Linked DNA regions of Gossypium raimondii: region 1 is linked to region 2. A link is a contact called in public Hi-C data. All regions are on one chromosome and are shown on one strand. Each heading gives the region's core, a stretch centred on a gene start, on an enhancer-like site or on the middle of the called end of the contact. The rest is flanking DNA. Distances are from core to core; before and after follow the strand shown.

What was found. A called contact is a pair of places that touch in the nucleus more often than the background predicts.
Region 1: a contact with region 2 is called in a Hi-C map of leaf, with 2.8 times the contacts expected there. The contact joins the promoter of LOC105796966 here to the promoter of LOC105796958 in region 2. A contact is called at or near these places in 2 of 2 Hi-C or Micro-C datasets (both in leaf).

Annotation. Positions count from the first base shown.
Region 1 is chr3:7,884,767-7,888,062 of ASM2569854v1, forward strand. It overlaps LOC105796966, which reads right to left and starts at 1,476. Exons shown (of 2, transcript XM_052628075.1): 1 at 413-1,476. The coding sequence starts at 1,190. LOC105796967 (50S ribosomal protein L3-2, mitochondrial) reads right to left here. Exons shown (of 5, transcript XM_012626840.2): 4 at 2,801-2,914; 5 at 2,131-2,560. The coding sequence ends at 2,387.
Region 2 is chr3:7,706,687-7,709,917 of ASM2569854v1, forward strand. LOC105796958 (probable receptor-like protein kinase At5g18500) reads right to left here and starts at 1,395. Exons shown (of 8, transcript XM_012626830.2): 1 at 1,239-1,395; 2 at 1-396. The coding sequence starts at 376.

The DNA.
Region 1 (3,296 bases), core at 226-2,725, 180 kb after region 2:
TAGCATTCTAAAGTGAGAGATAATCCCAGGTATGCCATCATGATTCACTTAATTAAAGGACAAATCAAGGGTGCAAAGCATCTAAAGATAATTTTGACACTTCTTTTTCTTGTAATTTTGTAAGAACAGAAAGTCCAGAGAGCTTTAGTTTTGGCATAAGAAGGGTTAAAGGTGAAGCAAATAAACAGAAACAACGAGCTTAATGAAAAATACATACAGGGCAATAGAGAAAGCTACAATTGAATGCAAACAAAAAGCTTACTGAATACAGAAAAACAGGCTACTCTCTTCCTAAATCATCTCTACAAAGATTTGACATATGGTTCCCATGAACAGAAAGGCTAAATACCAACAAACGAAAACAAACACTTTACTGAGATTGTTGGAATCACCAATGATCAATTAGGCATACCATGAGTGCTTTGTTGACGCTGCAACTTGGGGATTGAAATGGATACATTAGCAGCAGAAACTGAATACGACCCATTGTTTCCCTTGTCGGGAATAGGAGATGGAAGGGATAAAGAGTTTGCTTTGGCGTCAGCAGCAGCAGCAATGGCAGCATCAGGTTTAGATTTGGGAATGCCTACGAGGGACGACTTATGTCTATCATTATCCTTCCGGGCCAACAAGGCGAGTCTCTCGAGAGCCTCTTTGGCTCTCTTCTTTGCCAAAGTAGCCTCTTTGACCCTCCGCTCAGCCTCCACTTTCGCAACAGCGGCAGCTTTGGTCATAGAGGCGGCAGCAATCTTAGCAGCAGCTAGAAGTGCCTTAGCCGCTTCCTTGTCAATAACCCTCGTGTTCGTCGTCTTGTTGTTGTCGTCGTCGCCGTCGAGGGTAGATCCGGGAGGATGATCGGGCGTTGACTTGGGTTTCTTAGTGGGGGTGAGATTGAAGAAAGAGAAATTAGGGTTGGAGCAAGGGGGACAGGTAAAGGAGGAAGGCGAGAGGGAAGAGGAGGAGCAAGAAAGGTGAGAAATGGAAGGGCATTTGAGGCAGATGAGGCGCTGGTGAGGGGGAGGGGACTCGTTGAAAACTTCGAGGCAAATGGGGCAGAAGAGGCCCTGGTGGTTCTTGAGGACGCAGTTGGTGCAGAGACGTCGATAGCTGGCTCTGTGGCGGAGGTTGTGGAGTAGGAAACGCTCAGGGGCGCCGCAGCCCCCGCATTCGGACAGCTGATCCCGCTTCATGCCCGGAAGGCAAAATGAAAAATCCCAAATGTGGGGGATAATATCCAACACTAAGTAAGTTCCTTGACAAGGCTAGGATGTAGGAAGAGGGAAAGTGAAGGGGTTTTGAGTGTGGGTGGTCAAAAGACTCAAAGCAGATTAGTGATTTTCATTTGGTTGTCTGCCTGTCTGTCTGTCTGTCTGTCGGAAAAGACCCAACTTAATTGTGTTGTAACAGTACACACTACAGTACATCATACAGAGAGGAAGAGGGGGGGTGGGGGGGGGGAGATTGGAAATTAGAGAGAGATGCTGCAATTGGGTACTTGGTTTGATTTTGCTTAAAGTGACTAGGATAATAATGTCTGTCTTCAGAATTTGGTAATGGAAAGAAATGCCCAATATGGGATAGAGGCCCATTAGCCTAAACAACTATAATACAATGCTTATCTACGGCCTTTTCATCAGGCATGTAAATAAGACCGGGTATGAGTTGCAGATGGATTCAACTGTGAATGAACATACGGTTATTTATTAAATGAATAAGTTTCAACAGTCTATTTATGTTCACCAACTTGTTTATTTATAAACTCGCTTATTTGAAGATAATATTTCCTATGAAAAATACTTAAATAGCATTTTCCCTTTATTTTTACATTTATATTTAGTTAGACTAAACATATCAAACACCAAATAATAAACTGAGTTTGAAGAACATAATATTAAAATTTTAAACAAACACGAATAACTTCAAAATAAACAATCAAATACATCAAAACTTTGTTCATTTGAACTCGTCTCATTTATTGATAGTATTTCATACTCCTTGAAAGTTTTCATAGCATGTAATGTTAGCCTAAATGAGTTCAAAATCTTGCATTGCTATTTAATTCAAGTTTAACATCCATTTAAAAGTATAAAAATATGTTATCAACAGTTATTATATCTAATGTCCTATAAGTTTGTACTCGCAAAAGCAAAATTTCAGGTTTCCTTTCATTTATTTAAAATAACTCCATTCCTGTTACAGAAAAATCAATGCTCAATTTGCTTCAAAAATTCATACATCAACCTTCAACTCTATAACCATTATCTCATATTACATTCCTTCCTAAAACCAAATAACTAGGACACAAACCAACTTCTTACTATTCCGCAAGTTAACTGGTCCGGAAATTAATCTGCCATCCCACAACCAACTCAAACTCCGCCCCACGTCAATCAGCTACCATAAACGGATCTACCTCTCCAAGATCAGCAACCAGAGGCCCTATATTTGTTTCATCCTCATCTTCTGCTACAAAATAAGTCGGGAATGGAAGCATTGAAACATTGGGTTTCTTGTAAACAGAATCCTTTATGAAGACAAAGTTCCCTTTAGCACCTGGGACCTGTAAACAATAACCAACTCCCTAAACAATACTGCCGATAAAAAGCTATACAAATAAAACAGATTAGATGGTTAAGAACTTCAGATGCAATGTAATTTGTTCCCATCCTTTGAAGGGGGTTAGTCCCTTATTTTTATGACCAACATCAGATTTGGAAGCTTGCAACTGTTGTGCAAAGGCTATAGCCTCCTGATTTTTTCCATTCAAAATGCTTAAGCACTTAAAATAAGAAAACCATACCTGACCCCTCACCCACATCAAATTCCTTGCAGGATCTATCTTGTATACCCACACATTTTTAACTGTTCTTGTCTTCGCACCCATGCGCCCAGGCATCTTTTTCCCTTTAAATACCTACATAACAATAATTGATTGTCAATTATGACTCAAGGGCATTCCATAAGGTAAAGACTGATGAACAAATGAATACAAGAGTTGTAATGAAGATTAGGTTGACAATGCATCAATGCCTTGACCTGGCTCCATGCAAAAGTACAGTAAAACCACAACATCAATGACTTGATAATTAGAACTGAGTAGTAATCAACTACAGAGTTTGCAAAACTATTTTTCCCCTCAATTAATTACATCAGTCAAAAACATCAGCAAAAAGTCTACACAAAAATAACTATGCAGAATAAAATCACATTATTGGATTGAATCAATCATATCAACAAGGGTAAGAAAAGAATCCTGCACGGAAAGCTGTAATAGGCCTAATGATTTTGTTTCCAAC
Region 2 (3,231 bases), core at 145-2,644:
CTCCCTCTTCTCCTGGTTGAGATCCTTTAACATCCTTATCTACATGATTAAAAGAACCCGACTGACCGCTATCCTCTCCATTATCTACGTTAAACAAACCCTTCTCTGAACCTTTGTCACTGAATTTCTCATTAAGGGTGTTACCATTGTTTGCAGAAGCTTGATCAACTCTTATCTCTTTAATTTCCTCTGAAACATATGGAACTTGGGTGAGAGGAAGCATCACATTCGCCCTTCTGGATTTCTTCCGAAAGCTAAGCCACAGTGATATGCTAAGGATAACTAAGAATACCACTCCTAAGCAAATTACAATAAGAACCCACAATTGCAGACCAATGTACTCTTTTGACAGAGTTTTGTTCAGATCAGAGGCCATCTTCACCTACACCAAGATGCCTGAAAACATGTTTAAGTAAAATAACTTAGAACCACAACCATCTAATAAAAAAACTGTTACATATTTTGCATTTATTCAAAATACCAATCAATTTATGACATAAAAAGAGAAACAAATGGCCAACTAAATTTCACAGTAAACAAGTGCAGAGGGTAAAGCAAATATAGAAAGATAAGGAAAACTAAAGCAGACCTTGAACCACAATCAAGTTTCCAAAAAAAGAACCCCAAAAGAGAGCCCTCAATCAGAGAGAGAAGCTTGAAGGAAAGCAAAGAGCTTTTTCTTTAAATCAAAGTCCACCGACTACCAAAAACTTATTTTTTTTTCAAATAATAAACAAACATAAAAAATCAAATAGAATAAGAATAGGCATCACATTTCCAACACACACTCTACATTTGACAAATCATCACACACACATAAAACTGAACCAGATATCATATTTCCAACAAAAAAATGATAATAATTTCAGCCATTATTTGACAGGATCAACCAAAAAATAAAAATAAAAACAAAAACTTCAAGCATTAATAAACGCAATGAAGAACAAATGAATCACAACAGACCTTGTTGAGACAGTGCTGGTAAGAGACGAAAAGGGGGAAAAAAGAAAGAAAAGAAGTTTAATTTAAGAGCTTGGATGTTTGTAAAGACTGTAGGAGGAAATCCCAGAAGAAACCATATTGAAAAGCTAGAAAAGGGGTTACAGCAATGTCAAAAAATGAAGGGATTTTTGTAGGGTTTCCATGTGAGAAGTGGGGATTTTGAGAAATGGGTATTGACCGGGGCAATGAGAAGAAGATGTGGAGTTGTCAGAGGTAGGTGATGAGGAAAGACATGCCTTACATTAAACAGTGAAATGGAAGCAGCTTACACAACACAACAACTGGAAGCTTTTTTTTTTTGTTTTTCTTTTGCTGTTTCTTCACTTTTCTTTTTTCTTTGTCACAACTCATAACACTGCATATTATTGGAAAACAATTTATAAATTGAGTCTCAGATTCTTCTTCTTGATGAATTAAAAAAATAAAAAAAATCTTACAAATTAAGAACCCAATTGTGGAAAATGATTCTTTTTATTCTTTATTGTGCTTTCTGTAAATTTTAGTTTTTCAAGGTAGTAGTTTCATTTTTTAATCATTGAAAACTTTAACTTAAAAAATGAAAATATAAACAAAACAAGTGGGTAATGGTATGGTTGAAATCAAAGGGAGAATGATCCAAAAAAGAAATGACCATAAATTTCATCCTTGATACTTATTTTAGTTTGAGATTTTAATTTTACAGTGTTTTTGAAATAAAGGTAATTTTCTTTTAATATAGATTAGTAGATCTGCATGCATAGTCAAAGAAACAGACTGGACTCCAATACCAACAGGCTTTTGATTGACATTGTCATTGTTTTTCCTTAAACACCCTTGCTTTAGTTTCAAAATATTTAAATTAATAACATACAATCCCTTTAATCTTTCTTCTAGAGAGTAGGGACCATCTTCATACTAAGATGGATGGTGTCACGTATGTATGGGCATACATGGAGAGAAGATTGAGGAATCAAAGCATAGTCCCCCACAAAACAAAAAGATAAAAAAAAGTAAAAAAAGAAAAGAAAAATAAGGTGGGTTGGAATTACAAAGATTGCAGAAGCATTCGTTCCAAGGCCAAATATCCAAAAATCATAATAATAATAGAAATAGAGAGAGGGTATAATTGCTGTAATAATGAAACCTTGGATGAATGAATGATGAACTGAGGAATGATGGATTGTTTCTGAAATACATAAATGTAAGAAACAAGGAACATCCAAATTTGGGTTTCAATAGATGTAATAACTGTGGCAGTGTTGAACTAATGAAAATGGTTTCAATCACAAAACTATTGTTTTCATCTTTCTCCCAACTCTCAACTCTTTTTTTTAATCTCAAGATTACATACATGTATTTTTATTTCTAATCCAATTCCATGTTTTATATATAAGTTGGGATCAAAAAATTATCTCCAATCCTTTCATTATTCAACAAATTAACTTTTTTAAAATTAATCATTTTTATTTCTTTCCACAATTTATCTTACTTTTAATTGATATAATAATATTCAATTTTATATATTTTATAAGATTTATTCTGATTTAAAAATTCAATTAATTTAATCTTTAATATTTAAACTTCTTTGAACTTGATCTTAGTTCTAAATTTATTGATATCAAATAGGAATCAAAATGATAGAATTTGTAACTGTCGAAGATTAAATTTGTTATTATACCAATCATAAGTAGGATAAGTAGATGAACAAAAGTAAATTTGGTAATTCATTACCGTTAGTTACTCGCATTTGAAAGAAGGATAAATATGTTAAATATCAATATTAAGTGAGATTAGGAAGGTTTTTTTTTGCTTTTTTTTATAATAAAAAAATTGAGCGGTGAGAGGATTGAAAATGAAACATAGAAATTACCTACCAAATGAGACCGTGATAATTAACAAAGTATTAAGCAATTGAAGCGAGTATAGTATAAATATTGTAAACTCAAGTAGATGGCACCCAAGGCAAGCCAAATCCAGATTGCTTCAGATAGCCGTTAGCAACAGAGATGTGATTTCTTTTTCTTATTGTTGTTATTATTTATCAATTATCATTATCAGTGTTAGATTTATAAAGAATGGGGAGTGGTAAAAATCAATGATTATTTATTGCCACCTTGTTCATGCTTTGTGTATAAACAAACTAAAAGGTATCTCTATCATATTCTTATCTACATATGCATTCACATCTTCCCTCCACCCAACATTTTATGTACCTAGCAGAGGTGGTGTCATTTTATATTCACGTGTCTA